2 separate regions of the Arachis hypogaea genome follow, and region 2 is linked to region 1. A link is a contact called in public Hi-C data. All regions are on one chromosome and are shown on one strand. Each heading gives the region's core, a stretch centred on a gene start, on an enhancer-like site or on the middle of the called end of the contact. The rest is flanking DNA. Distances are from core to core; before and after follow the strand shown. Region 1 holds the start of LOC112733109 (protein trichome berefringence-like 7). Region 2 holds the start of LOC112733112 (zinc finger CCCH domain-containing protein 38).

Region 1 (3,811 bases), core at 179-2,678:
ACATTCACAATTTAGAACTTAGGTGAACTGTCATGAAAATTTTCCATTTGTTCAGCAGTTTTCTAGGTAGCTTCAATTAAAACATATTGATAGATAAGCATTGTCAATATCATTGGAATCAAGTATACTAAATATGCTCCTAAAATGTCAATTAAAAAATGAGAGCTTACATGTCAAAAAGCTTAGATGGCACCCACCAATGGCCAGTGTTGAATATCAGAACATCTGAATTAACCCACTGGTCACTTATATCATCTAACTTGTCCAGCATAAGTGTGGATTTCACCCTCCTTGGCCTTTGCATATATCTGGGCAAATTACCCTGCTGCACAAGAAAAACCGACCGGAAAAACTCAATGGTGAAGTTGAAGGCACTGAACCTAACCCCCAAGAACCTAATTCGCTTTGTTATGTTATTTTGATTGACTTCATAAACACCACTCTTATCCTCAACACCAGCCATAAGCATACAAATCATAGACTCCCACTGTGTTCTACTCATTGAATCACCAACAAAAACAACCCTTTTGCTCCTCAGCATTTCCAAAACGCTACGCACATCAAACGTTGGAATGTTACAACCCTTTGGTTTCCACCGCCAGCTGAGATAATCCGTGTCAACCCTTCCATTCCCCAAACAATTGAATCCTTTTTCCACAAAGGGACACTCAGTGGCATTGTATAAAGGGTACCCTTGGACCTGAACCCAGCTTCCATCAAAGACATCACAGCTTGTGAGTAATTCGTTATCGTTGTGGTCAGATAAGAGACCTTGGGCATTTAAGAGAGCATGGCTAACGCTAGGAAGCACATAAATGTAGCCACAACCAATTGCTACAAAGAAGGAAATGACAGAGGCAATGATAACAAGAACCTGAATTCTCAAAGAGACCCATCCAAATCGAACGTGATTGGCGACCTTGGGGCTTCCAAGGCCAACACTGAAGCCCCTTCGATTGAATGATCCATTCCTGTTCAATGAAATGCTCCTATTCAACACACTCATTGTCACACTCTAACTCCACAGCCATTACCGCTTACGCAATCAGCTCGTCAAAGGAAACTAGCATCGCAACAAAGCTAACCCCACTGACCCTTGTGAAAATCTGAATAACCAGCAAAGTTCAACCTTGAAAAGAAAGATTGCAAATCCAGAGGACCCAGACAGGAAAGATTCGATCTTTGGGAGAGCGAAAGACACCCAGATGCAGAAAATTGGAACAGTTAAAATCTTTGTGGGAATCGGTGGTAGTGGTTAGAAGTTGGAGCTCTAAATCAAATAGATAAACTGAAAGAACAACAGAATAGAAGAACGCGGAGGGAGACAACTGATTCCGAGTTGTTAAGATTAAGACAGATATCTGTGTGCCATCAGACAATTACTAAACACACGCATCTGCAACAACACCTTCAATTCTAAGAAATCTTTGTTTTTCTTTTTATTATCATGTTATTTATATTTATAAATTCTTAATTAAACTTCGTTAAATAATGTATTAAGATAATGAAATACAGTGTTTATTATTAAAATTTTTCACTCATGAAATTCTTAACAAATACATTTAATAAAAGGATTTTTAATTGCAGTTAAACTGCCAAATACTGAGCACCTAAATATAAATACAAAAATATAGAATTATATTTAATAAATAAAATATAAATACAAATATTATGCAAAAAAAAAATTAAATATTTTAATATTTATTTTATTTTATATTTAATTTATTATTAAATAAAATATAAAATATTTATTTTTATATTTTTATTTTTTATGTTTTATTTTTAATATCATGTCTTATTTTACTGAGATTCTCTATATGCATCACAATCTTAGTGCTTGGATTTCGCAATTATGTTAACTAAACAAATGATTTATATCTTCCATTTTTGTCTGTCTACGTGTCGTTTATGATGCACGTGTACGATCTAGTCGAGTGTCTAGATATGACATGATCCTTCTCTTGTTCGACTAATTTGTTTTTCGATCTTATTAGTGATTACCCTTTCCTTTTCCAATTAAAACTAATGGAAATTCCTTTTTATTTTACTTGTTGCATACACTTACACATTGAGGAAACATTTTACTTGTCTAGAAAAAGATATGTTGAATTCAATTTGGAAGCTTTTACCGTGACACTAGAGTGCGATTTGATTGTGTTTTAAAAGATGATTCTAAAAATTGGATTAGAGAATGTTGTGAAAAGATCTTTAATTTAAGTGTTTTAGTCGAAATTCTGCGCGATTTGACAAGAATTATTCTGGCTTGGGGAATAAAATTCAGAAAAATTAAGTGTGAATTAGATTTGTACAAAAGCAACACGCATGGGTAAAAATAAAAAAAGTATCATTAGATTATGCATGAAGAGATATAATCAGGAGAATTTTTTACAAGAAATAAACTTCACAAATCTTTGATGGTCTGATTTATTCTGATACAAAGAAAGACAAATAATGTAGCTGACTTTCTTGTGTAAAGCGAGATGTCCAGATAGATTTGAACTATGACAAGTAATTTATTCCAAATGATAATCATTTTCGATTTTTTTGCATTAGTGTTATCAATTAGGAAGAGTTAATGTTCCTTCTTTTCGTTTTTTTTTTTTTTTTAATCCAAGATATATTCAACAAATTAGGGGGAAAATGATACTTAAAAAAACTGAGTCAATTTTAAAAAATCAAATATTTAAATTGATTCTAAAAAATATAATAATAAATTAAATTAGTATATTAAGTTAAATGATGTTGTATCACAAAATAATTAAAATGATATTATTGTTTAAAAGAACTCATTTAATTTAGAAAAAAAAATTAAGATCCAACAATTTTAATTTATATTCGCTAATATTTTAGTTAGCAATTTAACATTCTTAGTCCAACAATTCAGTACCATATTTTTAGCAAATACTTTTAAACATTGTCAGCTAATTGTTGGTAAAAAATAATAAATTATATCGACCATATAATATTGTTGTATAATTTATGCATAAATTTTTTAAACATTATTTTGACCGTTAACATACAATTCTACAAAGTCATAATATAACACTATCAATTATAGTTAGATATGGTAATATTAACTCTATTTGGAGACATCCAACTTAACTGGTTGCGGATAGAATTGGGAAGCCACGCAAGTTGATTTATTAGTATATATTTTAAAAAGGAGACCACTTACATACATACACTCAAAATAATTTTTTTTAAAGATTATGCATGAGAATTTGACAAGTGTCCTCACTTATATTATGGTTCATTCAAACCGATTATTATGAAAAAACCAAATTTGTGAATAATTTGATTATTTTAAGCGTTTTTTTTACTTTTATAAAAAATAATTTTTTGGACAAACACAATTGAGCTCAGACCGTTTATGCTTAAAAAAATAATAATGAAGTGAGCTAAAATTAATCCATTATATCTAACAAAAAAAAATCATTACACAATTGGAATTATGATGTTCTTGAAAAATTGAGTGTTAACCAGACAACAAAATAGTAATAGACCTCGGACAAAACAGCATCACCGCCAGCGAAGATCTAGGCAAAGGCGAGGAAGCAGACTAATGGAGGCAGAAGCTGGATGGAAAACGGCGAGGAGACAAGTCGCATATTAAAAAACGGAGTTCTCTCATCGCATCGTCGGGTCCCTCATATATGCATCCAAATCGCTGCGTCGCGGGAGCACCAACATGAACAGAACCGTGGGAAGAAGACGAACTGAACTAAGCAAGAGAAGGAGAAGTGGCGATACGGAAAGGAGGAATGGGACCTAAGAGGACCATTTGGGACACGACACTACAAAAAATCTTGGT
Region 2 (3,929 bases), core at 302-2,801, 180 kb after region 1:
TTTTACGTCTTTTACTGTTTTAAGTTATACTGTCTATAAGAGTGCTAATGAAATATTGTTACTGGACGTATGGGAACTTGTTAGAGGCATATGTGTACTTGTTAACCAATTCTAAGTAGATACAACAAAATCGAATACCTTTGACTAATCGCCAACACCCGAAACTTCAAAAAACGATTAGACTAAGGATGCCAATAATGCCTCAGAATGGCGCACAAACGGATGTAATTGTAAATTTATCTCAATAATGCCCAAAATCTCATTCTCACAACTGGATAGTGCTATGACTAATTTATCTAACAATACGTCTACCGAGATGATACAATTCCATATTCTAAATATTGATGTGAATTTAACTTCAGCGACGAGTAACGAAGGTGCTTGCCAATTTGAATCTCCAAACAGACTACAAACTTAGCAACCCTATTCTGAGAAAACCATGAAAAAACTACATTCATGATGGATCTTGTACAGCATCTTTATCTTTACAAAATCTATAAATAAAGAATAAGAAATCAGCTACTCTCACAATCACAAAGCCAAGTAGTCCATTATTCATTCCCCAGTGGAAAGCAACCCAACATAATTTAGGTGTTAAAAAAGATCCACCAAAGCCTGTGGAAGAATCAAATGGCATTGAAAAGATTATTTGCAATTTTTGCACCAGCTACTTTGAGTGCAATTGGTGACACCCTCCAGGCATTAATGACAAGAAGATTTGATATATACTGCAGAAACATTGTATCTTGAATATTAGCACTTACTCTTACTCATATACATACAACTAACTAAAGCATTATAGAAGACTGCCAACTCCACTACCTAACAATTTCCAATTTCTTATCATCTACTCAACCAGCTAGGTGCACGGTTTATACGGATCCAAGACTTGTTTGTTTTGACCTTTTTTGGGGATATGAAGTGCTATTATAGGTTTTCTTCCATTAATTTTAGTTTAATAATATTTAAGCATTGTAAACAGTGAAACTCAGTAGGATTAGGGATAGTAAAGAAGATCATGAGAGTATCATATCATACAAAAGCGCTGTAAATAATCACGAATAAGTAGCAAAAGAGGGTCCTGATTCAATGGCATCGCTTCGAATTCAAAATCATAGGGCACTAATTAGCCATTCTCGCGTTTAAAAAGGCATTAAAGACATAGGAATAAGAAATAGGCAGAACTGAGTATCAAAAAAGGAAACAAGCAGAACCAAATCAAAATAAAAAATAAAAAATAGAATAAACCCTAGAATAGGAATAGGAACAATAGGAAGAGCGGAAGATGAAGAGTACTGACGAGTGAGTGATGATAAATGATAGTAGTTATAGAGCGGAAGAGGTGTTAGCGGTTGCAGAGAGAAAGCAGAGTAGCGCAGCAAAGGGGCTCATCTGATTCCAACTGCAAGCTTCCAACGGAACTTGGGAGTGGCCAAGTAGGCAAGCAAAAGAAACAGAAACAGAGAAACTGAGACTCGCACTGAAACTATTGCCGTTTCGACAACCACACTCAACAAGTCTACTGTCTTATGGTATGGGTGGCCCCCACAATTGGATTTCGCTTCTTTTGGTGATTTTCACTCCCAGTCATCCTCTACTCGTGCATAGGTTGGGCCGTTGGGGTGTGCATGCCCCGGCTCGACCCAAATATTCGATTTGATTCCGAACATTTTAGGGGCTATTTTGGTGTAATTTTATTGGGTCTAGAATCGGATAAGAATCTCAAAAATAGACTCGATCATTATTTTGGGTCAAGTCCGGGCCATGACTCGGGTCATCCGAAGTCGGCCCGGTGGCCCGGTCATCATACACAATTAATATTTTGTGTTATTAGTGATGGATGATGGTTATTCTTATGTGGAATTTAAGTATTGTAAACCTTAATATTTTGTGTTATTAGTTATTATAAGACTATAAGTTAATGTTTTATGTTTAAAATACATAAGATTTTAGACTAATGCATAATATTGTGTTATCTATATTGATTTAAATATTTGGTGTTATTAGACAATATTAGTATTGATTATGGTTACGCTTTAATTTTAGAGAAGAGTTAGTTCTTGTTATATTTTTCTAAGTGAATTTTACCATGTCAAATAATAGTTGGAGTCTTGAAAATTTAGATATTTTCACATATTAGCTTATAAGAAGATATCAAGGTAATGTAATGTTAACGGCTCGATTTTCACCCGGTTTTTACCCGGTATAATCGTGGCCCGAAAGTGTATAGGTTTCATCAGATCTAGGGCCGGGTTCGGGTCTAATAAATAGGCCCGGTATATATTTCGGGTCGGGTCTGGATCACATCAAACCCGGTTTCACCCGACCCATGCACACCCCTAGGTTGAATCAATGAAGCATGGCCATTTGGTTGAGTTGTCATATTTTATATATTGGATATATTTTGGATAGATACAATTTTTGTATGACATATTTGTTTGTCGTATTCAATTGTATTTTAATAAAAAAATAAAAAATGGATATATTTAAAAATACACCTAAATACCATTACATATCAGTATGTTTAATTTTATTCTTAACATGTATTTTTAAAATGAGTTTAGAAATAATATATATTATTATTTATTAAAATAAAAAATATTTTAAATACTTTATATAATTAAAAAACATATTAAAAATAGTTAAAAAATTATTTTATATTTTAATATTAATAAAATATCAAAATATCATTGAAAATTTATTTAAAAACTACTTTATATTTTATATATAAGAAAAATAGACAAAAGTACACCTGGATTTTTATACGGTAGACAGATGTAGTCCTCAATTTTTTAATGAGTCATTTGCACACACGAATATAAAATTTCATTGTCAATTCTACCCTTCCGTGGTCTGAGTAATTTTTCTGGTGGTGGTAGAGGCCAGGTGGCACGGTATTGTATGATATGGCCAATTTGAGGTGACACAGTGAAAAATAGAAATATTCATTATGAAATTTGTTGAAATAAATATAAGAAAAGGGAATAATTAAATCACTGTTCATCCTCTTCCTTCTCTAATTCCTTCGAACCATATGAACCCTAACACGGGAAAAAAAATTCTTTCTTCACTCTCTTCAATTTTCTCTGTACATCTTCGTCCTTTCTGTTGTAACAAGGGTTTGTAAACTCTAATGTATAAAAATGTCACACTCTCAATGAAAGAAGAATATACCTCATACTTGTGCCAGTAGTTACGGTAGCTCATCTTCTGCGCCAAAAAATAGGAAGAAGAAGAAGTTTGACTACAACAATGGCAAGTGCCTACATGGACTTGACGCAGTGGTGCTTGAGTCTGCTATAGAGTGGAACCCTAGAAGATTGTTTCTTCGTTGTTCATTATGGGAGGTATGTGAATTCTGATTTTATTTTTATGACAAATGTTAATTTTCTGCAAAATGGTTAAAATTGTAGTCGAATTCATAATACAGAAATTTCATTTGAGCTAATGAAGTTATTAATGCTGGAAGAGATTGCGGGATTCAGGAGCAGAGTGAAGAAAGCAAATGGAGGTATGCAGAAGAAAGCAACTGGAAGGTAAAAAGAAGAAATGAAGATGTTGCAGACAATTGATGGGATTAATCAAGAGTTGAAGAACATTAGAAAATGGATACAGTATGTATGCTTAGGGATAAGTATATGTATTCTGTGTTTGTTTATTAACACATTTCATCAGTAGTTGTAATTCCCTCTAAGTAGAAGGCTGTGTTGTCACTTTCATTTCCATCAGTATCTGAATATAAATGGTTTTTTCAAGGTTATTAATACAAATGGTTGGTTCAATTTTATTTCTAGTACAATTCCTGTGCAACAAAACAAACTGAAGATCTAATTCATTATGAATAATAAATAAGCATAACTATGATAATCTATCATTAGCAACAAACTATGATAATCTACAATTTCAACTTGCAAAATAGCAAATGTCTA

The links. A called contact is a pair of places that touch in the nucleus more often than the background predicts.
Region 2: a Hi-C map of leaf shows a contact between it and region 1, with 3 times the contacts expected there. The contact joins the promoter of LOC112733112 here to the promoter of LOC112733109 in region 1. A contact is called at or near these places in 3 of 8 Hi-C or Micro-C datasets (all in leaf).

The regions. Positions count from the first base shown.
Region 1 is chr13:123,649,904-123,653,714 of arahy.Tifrunner.gnm2.J5K5, forward strand. LOC112733109 (protein trichome berefringence-like 7) reads right to left here and starts at 1,429. Exons shown (of 5, transcript XM_025781983.3): 1 at 171-1,429. The coding sequence starts at 1,006.
Region 2 is chr13:123,825,296-123,829,224 of arahy.Tifrunner.gnm2.J5K5, forward strand. It overlaps LOC112733112 (zinc finger CCCH domain-containing protein 38), which reads right to left and starts at 1,552. Exons shown (of 5, transcript XM_029291697.2): 1 at 1,301-1,552.